2 separate regions of the Mus musculus genome follow, and region 2 is linked to region 1. Evidence: chromatin contacts called from public Hi-C data. All regions are on one chromosome and are shown on one strand. The core of a region is the stretch at or near the end of the contact, and the rest is flanking DNA. Distances in the headings are between cores, read along the strand shown.

What was found. Hi-C and Micro-C count contacts between places; a contact is called where the count stands out from the background.
Region 2: a contact with region 1 is called in a Hi-C map of morula, with 1.6 times the contacts expected there. The contact joins the enhancer-like site here to the promoter of Bnc1 in region 1. A contact is called at or near these places in 3 of 39 promoter capture datasets (frontonasal cranial neural crest, macrophages and pre-B cells), 4 of 484 Hi-C or Micro-C datasets (B cells, morula, nephron progenitors and 1 more), 1 of 115 datasets of contacts at active chromatin or transcription factors (forebrain) and 1 of 9 other capture datasets (adipose tissue).

What each region holds. Positions count from the first base shown.
Region 1 is chr7:81,987,575-81,993,623 of GRCm38.p6, forward strand. Bnc1 (basonuclin 1) reads right to left here and starts at 4,725. Exons shown (of 5, transcript NM_007562.2): 1 at 4,621-4,725. The coding sequence starts at 4,716.
Region 2 is chr7:82,036,928-82,043,254 of GRCm38.p6, forward strand. No RefSeq gene overlaps it. Among named protein-coding and RNA genes, the nearest start is that of Gm46013, 28 kb to the left of the region's middle. Within about 2 kb of position 3,709, at least 3 of the 459 cell types and tissues checked have an H3K27ac peak or open chromatin away from gene starts, as enhancers often do. A contact at or near this core is called in morula, where this site is marked.

The sequences.
Region 1 (6,049 bases), core at 3,475-5,974:
CTTCAAAATTTCAATTTGCACTAGCCAACAGAGAGTAGCCTGTGTAGAGAGGCCAGAGAAGTCTTCTTCCTCCAGGAGAAAGCAGACATGTTCTCTGTGTACAAGCAATATCCTGGGTTGGTGTGCTGAGTGCAGTAACATGGCCCACAAAACATAGGTTTCTGTTTGGCCAGTGAGAGCCAATCTTGAAAAGCAACGTAGGTGGGGTTGAGGGATGGGAAGCCCTGATGGACAGTCAAGAGTCTCTCTGTTGGGTCTTCTAGGGCTCTGAACAATGGAAGGCACTGCTTACCACTATCAGGAGTGAAAGCCATGATCGAAATGGGGGATACCGGGCGCCTCAGGATGTAGTTAGTATTTGCAATGTAAAAATGACACTGAAAGAGAACTGACAGACTGTGATATCTCACTGCAAGCTAGGGCTGAAGAGAGAATACAGAAGCAACAGGGCACAGAGATGGGCCTGCAAGAGAGAGTTAGGGAGCTAGATGCCCTTCAGGGGACGGATGTTGGACTAAGTCCACCTCTGAGCAAAAGGTACACAGGACACCTCTTAAAGTTCCCTTGGTGCTTAGTTCAAAGAGGATAATGGGGAAAATACTTATTCTTTTGATGTTTATAAATCAAAGCCTAAATCCTATGCCAAAACAATTTAACATCTACACCCTTTTTTTCATATTATTAGTTTTTAAAACTGAAAATGTGAAAAATTGTAGGAAATATACAAACATCTTAGAAATTAAGCTGAATATTTCCTTTTTTTAAAAAAAGCTTTAAAACACACAGCAATATAAATGATATGGGCATATTTTTTCCTTATAACCTACATGTAGACAAACTCAGAAGTCTTCATAAACCTTAGATAACAAGGCTAAATAGACATCAGTGATATGTAACATACAATTAGCCATGGAAAGTGGGAATTAAAAAACACTTCAAAATTTTAGTTAAGGTAGTTTAAATACTTCACACAAATTTATTACTGATGATGATGTAAAAGCCAAGTGTGAATGAACATTATTTAAATAAAACCATTTTAAGGATTCAAAGGGAACTAAAAAACAACTTTTTTGTCAAGATAAACTCAAATTCAGTTATTTCTGCCATTCCACCCCCACCTTAAGACCCAGCATAGTGCATCCTGAAATGTTACAGTTGGGAGGTAAGAAAGCTTGAATGTCATAATAATTCCAGAAACAGGTGGAAGGCTACGGAGGGACAATGCCGTCTCTAGAAGCTGGGAAAGAGCAGAAAACCGTTTCCCACATTCCAGTACATGAAATGCTCACACAATCCGCAGGAAGGGACAGCCGCATCAATATAATGAATGGGAAGAACAGTTAAAAGTGTAAATTAGAGTTCCCCTAAGGTAAGCATTCTGCTCTACACAGGTCTGCTCCAGCCCAGCTTTTACATCTTATTTTCCCAACCTCTCCCTTCCTTTACATTAGTGGAGAGAAATGGGGATCGCCTCTAAGCTAGAGCCCTTTTACAATTGGTTAGGTTGATTTATAATAAACGGCCCGTGTGTGGACAGGAACCGAGAGAGCTTTTTTTCCAAGTAACTATGTATGGCTGAGGAGGCCCCAAACTGGACTCTGGAGAAACAGGGCTGCTTTGTGTTTGGACTCAGCTTCCTTGGCTAAAAGAGGCATACGGGTGGATATAGAGAGCGGGAGTGCCACACTGCAATCTTGGAAACTCCAGAAGGAGGGAGAAAAGACTTCAAAGGATGATGAGATAAGAAAGAAGGGTTTCTGCTAGAAACCAACTAACAAGGGAGGAGGGTCCCAGCACTTCCTGACGCTGCTTCTGTGCCACCCCCAGTTATCTTGAACATCCCACAAAAAAGTCACCAACAGTAGACAAGCAGTCATGATCTTTACTGACATACAATAAGGGAAAGGACAAAAAGAGCCTATGACTTCCTAAACCTTGATCTTAGCAAAGCCAGAGCCACGTCAGATCATCAGATTGGAGAACCTGGGGGAATGGCATTTCTAGTTTCTTTCTAACCAGACTGTGTCTGACAAAAGTAACTACCTCACTCTAAGTGACATCTGTAGAGGAGAAAATCCACCCTGGGGTGAAGCACACTCCTCCTGCAAGTAATTTACCTTGCAAGCCTTCAGGGCAACTCCTCTTAATGGCCACCGTCAAAATAACTTCCAAAGCCATATACAGAAGCTCAAAGACATTTCTGGCCCCTTGGTACTGCAGTTTCATTTTACTAACAAAGTTTTAAAACGTTCCCTCACATTTCTTGGCATCCCGAAGTGACAAGTGTGTGCTTAAGAGACAATTATTTGTTGTGTGAGGAAAACTAGATGGCTTTTTCTCACCACAGGGCAGGGTCACTTTTCCAAGCTGATGATCTGAGGTATAAAATATGAGTATGGGCCTGGGATACAGGTCTAACTTCTTCTAGGGGAAAGGTCATAAAAACCAAATCATCCTCTGTATAAACCATATATTTCTAAGGCAATGGATTTATGTGAGCTAAGATTTCTTATGTGAATTCCAACCCAGGTGCACAGATCACTGGATCACTGGTGTGTGTGTGTGTGTGTGTATCCTAGGAAATATTCATGGGCAGGTTATTCAAACTAGTAACCATTTTCTCTGTGACAGACAGAGCTCCAGGGAATCCTTACCAGTCTGCATGGGTGGACATGAGAGTACAAATTAAGTTATGCAGCTGTCTGAACACAATCTGAGTTCTCAAACTCTGAGGAGCTCACACCTTAAAAGAGTCCATCAAAGTGTCTGAGGATTCAGCTACAACAGAACACAGTCAACACCTGAGTGGAGACAGTTACAGTTTCTGTAAAACTGAAGTTTGTGAACTTGCAACAATAAATAAGATAATGAGTCATATTTTTTAACTATCTGAAAGTATGCTAAAAAGAACAGTTATTAAAATTCTCCAGAGAAAGAAGGGCAGCTGTCTGTATCTATTTTAAAAGAAAAATAAAATACAGCACAAATTGTAACACTTGAAGTAATGTGCAAAATTACACTTTGATGCATACAATTTTAAGAAAGGTATAATAATATGCATCAACAAATTTGGGGAGGGGCGAATGAGAAAGTTACATGTTTCACTACTTAACAAAAGTTTTAACGCACAAACATCAATTTGTAAACTAAACCTCTGTTAAATTCGAAAAGATCCCATGAAATCTAACAGCACAGTGAAGACAACGAGCAAGTAAAAACAGACTGCCAAAAAAGATTTGCCAAAATGCTGTTTTTCAGTTCACCTATACTGTCACACCAAAATCTTGTTGCTTTAATAAGAAAAATTTACTTCTTATTGTTGATATATCTGTTCTGTGTTTCCATGCAGTAACAGGTTCTCTCTCTCTCTCTCTCTCTCTCTCTCTCTCTCTCTCTCTCTCTCTCTCTCTCTCTCTCTCTCTCTCTCACACACACACTCTGACAGGGATTCCCAGGACACCAGTGGGGCCTCTTTCAAGCCCCTTAAGTGTTAACAGCAGAGGCCTGGCTGTGACCAGGCGTCTGGCCCGATTTAAATGCCCTCATCTTCAGAGGTCTGCGGTGAGCCTAGCCATAAAACTAGGGGACATTACCGAACCCCAGAGTGTCTGATCTTCCCCCCCCCCCCCGCACTGCATACAACTTCACTCATACAATTAAGGCTGCTAGTTGGCATTCCATTTAACTGTCAAACTCAGGCTGGTGGCAGCCCCACAGCCACAAAGAGATGCCTTAAACGAGAAGAACATGTTTCTACACCGCATTTGAGAAAGTTTGGCTCCGAGCTATGTACTGATTGATATCAGATCTCTCTCACTTGCCTCTCCAATCTTGTCACATCTGGCTGACAAATCCCCAGGAGTTTATCCGAAGTCGTGAGGCCAGTAGGGTTAAGGGGCTCCCCTGGGGAAGCAGCGCCCGTGGACAGCGGACACCCGAAGCGGATGCTGGGGTACGCCCGGCTGGAACCCCGCTGCGGGGTGGACAGTCACTGGGCCACTAAGCACCTCACCTCTGCATTGCCAGGATCCCTTCCTGTCACTCTCAGGTAAACCATCTCCAAAGAGACTGGACCTTGGCCCTCTGGCTTCCCCATCAGCATCCGGATGCGCTCCTCCAAGTCCCTGAGCGACCGGAGGGCACGAACACCCCTCACTGTCCCACGCTCGACAAGCCAGGCGGAACGCCGGCAAACCAACGCACTCCTTCAGCGCGGTTCAACTGCGAGCATCCGTCCTCTTCAGACACGTCTAACTAAGCTGACGGTTTGCGGCGCTTTTGGTCTTTTGTCTCTTCCCTTTTAAAAAAGCAAGGATTTGTCCCTCAGGGGACCGGCGCCCCCTCCACGCCCCTCGGGCGTCTCCGCGACTCTCCTCCCGGGATGACCGAAGGTCACGGCTTGAAATACCAGACAGATGGACGTCCCTGCGCCAACAGCGGTTGGACAGGGGCTCTGGGGTGTAAGAGAAACGGGGCGCCGCTCACGGGTCACCTCGCTGCGACCGGGCACAGGCTGCGAGGAACTGCAGTTCGGCCTCCCGGGACGCACACACGGCGCCGACGACGAGCAGGTGGCCCTCGTAGGGCGGCCCCGCGCCCGTCGCCCGCGCGACCGCTTACCTCAGCCATCCTGCAGCCGCTGCGGAGCCGGCCTTCCCGGCGCGCGTCCCCTGCCCGGGCCGCTCCGCGTCCGCCCCGGCTCGGCGACCGCCGCATCCACGCTCTGGCCGTCTGGGCCACCCCCGCCCCCCCTGCGCAGGAGAAGTGGGCGGCTCCCCGCGGCGCCGGGTGACCGCGCCGGCCCTTGCGCCCCTCGTGCACCCTCGCGTCCGCCCCGCGCCCCGGGGTCCGCCCCTCCGCTCGCCCCGCCCCGCGCCCCTACTCCGGCCGCCGGGGGCTGCGGGCGACGCTCGAGGGGGTGTGGGGAGGCCACGCAGAGTCGCCTCGGTTGAGGCCAGGCCGCGGCCCCCCGCGCACAGCGGAGACCTCGGCGGCCGCGGGCGCGGAGGTGTCTGCCCCCGGCGGGCTTGAAGGCACTTGTTGAGAAGGAGACAGACGTGTCGGTGTTTGCCTCTCCCCGGCGAGGGCGAAACGCTCTCTGAAGTTCCCTGGCTCTGCTCTCTCGGGCTGATGCAGCCTCCCTCGCCTCCCCCGGAGGCGCCTCGGGTCCCGGTGTGGACCAGGCAGAAGGCTGCACTGCCCCCGCCCCCACCGGGAACTTTTTATTTCCACAGATGTGGGGACTTGGGTCGGGTCGTGGAGGCTTGATTGGGAACTCAAACACCCCGGTCTCTTGTGTGCTCTGTGTTAAAGTCCCGGTGTTACCGCTTGCCTGGGACAGGTGACTTCGCTCTCAGAGTTGGAAAGCGGGATTAGACTTAACTAGGTTCTAAGGAGACACGGAGATGAAGTGATAAATCAAACAAGAGTTTCGTCCCCTGGGAGCCGATGGGGAGGGGCTCGCCAGGAGAACCTGCTTTCCGGGGCCTGAGGACAAAGAAAAAGAATCCTTCGGCCCTAAGAACAGGGGAAGATTGTCCACAGCTGGTGTGAAACAGAACCAGGTTTTACTATATAGCTCTTGGGCAGGGCGGGACCTGAGACCTGAAGAGAGGCCAAAGTGTTTGGCTTTTTGGGTCTGTCCTTTTTAGAAGTAAGAGAGCCTAGACTTGGAGTGGCAGGTCCTGTTTCTTTTTTTTTTTTTTTTTTTTCTTTTTTTTTCCCCCAATTTGTTGCACCTGCTTCGCTGCTGGTGGGCGTCCTTGAAAAGGGAACACAGTCCTGCACAAATCAGAGATGCCGGGACAAAGAAAGAGTTGCAAACAGAAGACAGGATGCCAGTTACCCCACGTGCTGACAACAGGCTTCAGAGGGGGGAAAGGTGAGAACAGGACACATGACAGAAAAAAAAGTGTGGGCATCTGTGCTGCACGGGGTCCGGAAACTGGACACCTGGATTTCCCCCAGGTGCCTGTTCTGGGTCTACCTGGTGGTACTTTTCCTTGCAGGCATGAAGTTGCCTAGCCATTGCGATAACATTGACCTGGAG
Region 2 (6,327 bases), core at 2,459-4,958, 48 kb after region 1:
AGGATGTAATGGGTGTACATGATGTTAATTAAGTTAAGCATACTCATAGGTTAAAAACTCAAAGCTGGCTGGGCAGTGGTGGCGCACGCCTTTAATCCCAGTACTTGGGAGGCAGAGGCAGGCAGATTTCTGAGTTTGATGCCAGCCTGGTCTACAGAGTGCGTTCCAGGACAGCTGGGACTACACAGAGAAATCCTGTCTGGAAAAACAAAACAAAACAAAACAAAACAAAAACCCAAACAAACAAACCTCAAAGCTAAAGATAGTAAGCAAGTTTGTTTTTGTTTTTGTTTTTTTTTTCTAATTTTATATGATTACTGTACTGGCTAGTTTTGTGTCAACTTGACACAGCTGGAGTTATCACAGAGAAAGGAGCTTCAGTTGAAGAAATGCCTTCATGAGATCCAACTGTAAGGCATTTTCTCAATTAGTGATCAAGGGGCCCCTTGTGGGTGGTGCCATCCCTGGGCTGGTAGTCTTGGGTTCTATAAGAGAGCAGGCTGAGCAAGCCAGGGGAGGCAAGCCAGTAAAGAACATCCCTCCATGGCCTCTGCATCAGCTCCTGTTCCCTGACCTGCTTGAGTTCCAGTCCTGACTTCTTTCAGTGATGAACAGCAATGTGGAAATGTAAGCTGAATAAACCCTTTCCTCCCCAACTTGCTGCTTGGTCAAGATGTTTGTGCAGGAATAGAAACCCTGACTAAGACAATTACCCTTCAGATAATTGACCTTTTTAAAAATTTCCCATTAAATGCATTTAAATTTGTAAACTTCCTTTATCCATAGTTTAGGTTGTAGCCCACATATTGTGGCATCATACACCATTAAGACATAAAATATTTAGTTATTTGCACTATGGTATTTATTTGGTGTCTGTATAATTTTGGAAGTTATATACTTTGTGGGGTAGTTTACACTTGTAATCTCAGCACTTTGGAAACTGAAGCAGGAAAATGGCTTGATCTCAAGAGTTCAATACTAGCCTTAGCCAAGTAGCAGTGGTACATGCCTTTAATCACAGCATTCCAGAGGCAGAGGCAGAGAGGCAGAGAGGCAGAGGGGCAGAGGGGCAGAGGGGCAGAGGGGCAGAGGGGCAGAGGGGCAGAGGGGCAGAGGGGCAGAGGGGCAGAGGGGCAGAGGGGCAGAGGGGCAGAGGGGCAGAGGGGCAGAGGGGCAGAGGGGCAGAGGGGCAGAGGGGCAGAGGGGCAGAGGGGCAGAGGGGCAGAGGGGCAGAGGGGCAGAGGCAGAAGAAGAAGGATGGATCTTTGTGAGTTTGAGAACAGCCTGGTTACTTAACACCTAAATATTTGAGGGTTTTATTGTTATATTTTCATAGATGTATGTTATTTTATTATAATATTAGAATATATCTTATATAATAAAGATTTTGAAATTCACTTAGATTTACTGTTTTGTTCTTATACTACAAAATCAATTTTGATAAAGTGTCCTGTGTACCCTTGAAAAGAATAGGTACTCTAGTACTGGAGAAGATGGCTCATGCCGCATGTGTGGGCCCAAATGTTGACATACATCACTCATGTAAAGTTGGATGCAGTAGCACGTGTCTGTAATCCCAGGGTCTCTATGGCAAGATGGAGGAGGAGACAGAGAATCCCTGAAAGCTTACAGGCCAGCTACCCTAGTGTATGCAGTGGAAAACAAGACACCCTGTCTTTATCAAGGCGGAAGGAGTGAACTGGCAGTGGATGGTATCCTCTGACCTCCTCATGTGCAGGAGAACACATATGTGCCTATATTCACACACAGATATTCTTCAGGTGAGCCACCTGGGGTCAACGTCTTCTTAATCTTGTGCATTTTAACTTCTCAAATATGTCCTTAAAGAGATGAGAAAGGCATCTCTTAAAAGGTTTTTTATTTCCCACAAAGGAGGCTAGCTTATTGTCCATAGATGCTAAGACTGACTAGAGAACCAGGGTAAGTAAGTACCAGAGCAGGGAGGGCTTTCAAGCAAGAGCTGTTTAGGAAGCAGTCTAAGGAGTTAAACTTCAGAAGTGTGAGACTGCACATTTGTGTGTGTGTGTGTGTGTGTGTGTGTGTGTGTGTGTGTGTGTGTTGTGCACTTGTGTCCTCAGATCATGTGTCTTCAGATCTTTCCAATCCACTGCTTACTGCTGGTCCACTTAGTCCCTCAGTCACTGCTCTGAGCAGTGTGTTAGTATTTCTTACTATGACACAATCCTAAGCTTTGTGAGTGGCCTCCTATTTCCAAGCTTCTCCCTTGCTCCTAGAGTCACTGACTCAGGGGTTCAAATGAAATTCTCGGTGTATCACTCATCTTCTGCATTGGTGTCGACATGTTCCTTCTCCCTGGGCCTGACCGACTGCTACCTGCTACTGAGTGGCCCTTCGATGCCTTCTGTTGCAGTGGGCTTCTCCAGGGTCACCTCCCGAGGCCTGCCCGCCTGCACTGCAGGAGCTGAACTCCACAGCCTGCTGCCTGCAACAACTCTTGCTCACCCCCTGGGATTGACTTATCCTGGTTCTCTAGTAGATCTTAGTATCTGTTGGCAATAAGCTAGCCTGCTCTTGTTGGAAGTGGAAACCTTTAATAGACTCCTTTTTCATCTCTTTAAGGACATACATGAGAATTCAAAATTAGGATGTTGACCAAGAGAGGCCTTCCGCAGGTGGTTCATCTAAGCCCCTAAGCTGTGTGTTAGGTTCATTGATAGCTTGTTTAGTGACCACTTCCTTTAGTGTCTCCCCTCCCCAGCTGCATCACATAACCAACAATAATAAAGAAAAAGCATCTAATTACCCATAACTCTTTCTTCAAAATAAAAGTGCACTTTATTTTTTTTTCACTTTTGAGTATGTATTCTTCAAAGATTTGTTTTTATTTATATGTGTTTTTATTTATGCCATTGGGGTTGTCTGTGTACTGTGTGCCTGCCTGGTGCTCAAGGGATCCAGAAAAGACCGCCAGGTCACCCAAAACAGATGATTGTGAGCAGTCATGCAGGTGCTGGGAAGTGTACCATGCAGGAATAACAGAAGCTCTTAACTGCCGGGTCATCTCTCCATCCCCTGAAGTAACTGCTTTCTATGCCAATCTACCTGTGATATGATAGCCTGTGTGTACTTTACTCTCAACATCACTCCATAAGAATATCCCATCAGCCTTTGCAATTTATAATTTTATAATTTATATTTCTGTACTACATAGCCTGGCACATATTGTATACTTGTTTTCAAACAGATTCTCTGAATAAATTGCCAATGTGTTGACTTTTTTTTTTTATTGACCATCTTTATTTTTGGAATTGGGTCTTGAAAAAGACTTTCTTGAGAAAAGAAATCTATTCGACTCCTCAGAGTTTTTAAAAATGCAGTTAAGCTGGGTGGTGGTGGTGCACGCCTTTAATCCTAGTACTTGGGAGGGAGAGGCAGGTGGATTTCTGAGTTCAAGGCCAGCCTGGTCTACAGAGTGAGTTCCAGAACAGCCAGAGCTACACAGAGAAACCCTGTCTCATAAACAAACAAACAAACAAACAAACAAAAACGCAGTTAAACCTGTCCATTTTTTTCTCCACTTGAGATTTCTCCTTCATCGAGAAGGCAAAGCAGAGTCTTCGATGCAGTTGTATTTAAGAATTCCCATGGAGGAAGCCTATGATCACCACATAAGCATGCCAAGTGTGACAGAGAGGAAACAGGGCTGGGAGGAAATGAGGACAAGGAAAGTCACTCTTTTGCCCTCAGATGGCTTGACCTCTCTAGGGAGTGATGAGTCTTGCGTGTGAGTACCTCGTATTAATCCAGCTTGATGAGAGTCATACCAGGCGCGTTAGAAAGGCACTGGGAAACAGAGTGGAGGGAAAACCTTTGGGGGAAATGAAACATAGTCATCCCTTGGTATTTGTGAGGTGCTCCGCCCATGGTTCCACTGATACCTGAACATCTGATGCGTAATTCCAAGGTGTAGAATGGCACAGTGTTTGCATCTAACCGATATATATTCTCCTACATTAATTTTATTTTTATTTTTTATTTTTTATTTTTTATTTTTTTATTATTTGAGTGTTTTCCCATGGGCTTTAATATAGTTTCTAGGTCACTCATTATACACTATATAATCAAATGTAAGTACTAGATAGTTGTGTGTTGCTTAGGCAATACATAGGAAAGAGTCTGTGCGTATTCAGTACAGGTGTGATTTAAAACATTTTCTGTGGCTGGAGAGGTGACCAAGCTGATAAGTGCTTACTGCTCTCTCAGAGGACCAAGGTTCAGTTCCTGATACCCGTGTGGCAGCTTACCATTCCTGTTCTAGGGGATCCTAAACCCTCTTATGGACCCTTCACACTGGGGGACGGGGGTGGGGTGGGGGATGGAGAATAACAAATTGATTTTGAGCTGGCTCAAAATCCTTAATCTCAGCACTCAGGAAGCAGAGGTAGGTGGACCTCTGAGTTTGTGGCCAGCCTGATCTATAGAGGGAGTTTCAGGGTAGCCAGAGCTACACAGAGAAACCTGTCTTAAGAAAAAAAAAATTGATTTTGCTGAGAAGTTGAGCAGGAAGGGACTCTGCAATAAAGGGGACATTTCTAGATAATTTTACGTGGACGGAAAAATCATGTGCCCAGGGGTGGAAAACTGTGAGTGCATCCGGTGGTCCACAAGCAGCAAGGGAGGGAGCTGGGTGTGAGGACCCCGGAGCAAAGGTGACCTAGAGGGAGGTTGAAATCTAGCTGTGAGGTCCAATAAAGATTCTCCTTCCCCGGTACTGATGTTACAAGGCACTGACAGAGGCTAGGCATGCCTGTTTGCTGAAGACGTTTGGATTCTCGTCTGGATTAATCCGGCTGACAATAGAGCAACTGGCAAATATTATGCAGGGAACTGACTTCCCATTCTAGCCCAGACCTTTTCCTCTCCTTGGAAAACCATTCTTAACATTTCCTTTGCAATTTGGACTCCTTGAAAATAAATATTTACATTGTGCTTAAGTTGGCACAGAGAACCATGGACATTTTCATCAGGCAGCTGATGCGAGCTTCTGAATATGTCTTTATTAAAAAGAACTGAAATTAAATATTAACACCGAGCCGTTTGCGCAGGTTGTGGGTGGCTACCTGAAGAGCTCAAACATCAGCCTCACCTATTCCCACGGGGTGGAGTCACTCACGTGGAAATCACTGATCACTGTTATCCCCGTTAGAAACTCTTAGAGCTATGATAAAACAGGATCATTTATTTCTTTGTGGGGAAATTAAGTAAAATTAACCTCTGTTTTGTTGTTGTTTTTTAACATCCAGGTCATTCTCCTTCTCAGTCTTGCCCCTCTCCCCTTGGTCCTGTCCTATGTGTTTTCACTCTTCCTTCCTGTGTCCAAAGCAGACATCGCCAGTCGACCCTCAGTACTTTCCAGTTGAGCCACAGTGTCGACATAGACGGGTTTCATGCCTGAAATCCTAGCTATCACAATCTACATTTGTGACTACATTTGTGAGATGAAACCATTCTCTACCCTAGCATGGGCTCTGCACTCTCTTAAGTTCTCCCCAGATGTTAGAAACCTTACACTTCAAATAGAACTCTCCAGTTCTGTGTCAGTCATACATTTCTTCCCAGTCTTTGACCATAATTACAGAAAACTCATTTTCTGCTTCAGTTTTAGTGATAGAAAACTCACCCCCCTTTTAAAATATTTCTTTATTTACTTTACGTATGTGAGTACACTGTTGCTCTCTTCAGACACACCAGATGAGAACATCAGATCTCATCACAGATGGTTGTGAGCCACCATGTGGTTGCTGGGAATTGAACTCATGGCCTCTGGAAGAGCATCCAGTGCTTGAGCCATCTCTCCAGCCTGATAGAAGACTCTCTTAATGACTTCACAACAGAACCAAGACTGACAGAGAGTCCAGGTTTGGATGTCCTTTATAAGTACTGAATCACTTGCATATCTGAGGAGACAAATTCTGAGAACGAACTTGAACAAACTAGCCCCTTTCCCTAAAGAGCTGAAATTTCATGAAAAAAAATTTCAATATAAACGATGGTAAAGATTTGGCTTTAAAATGGCCACAACCTCCTGATTCAAAGCTTTCCTTTCTAAAACTTCATATGGAGTCTCTCACGTCAGACTAAACAATGCCGTCACGTCCTGTAAACTTCACTGGAGGCTGTGGCTTCAATCCGCGAGTCCAGGGCCACACAAGTATCAGTCCGCAATAGTGGGGTCTGCCTCGGAAGCATGGGAAAGCCTCAGAGGTGATAAGTGCTTTGTCAGAGAAATCTAAATAAAATAAGTTTTACTTAACTTCTCATCATGGAGAATTGTGACATAATGAC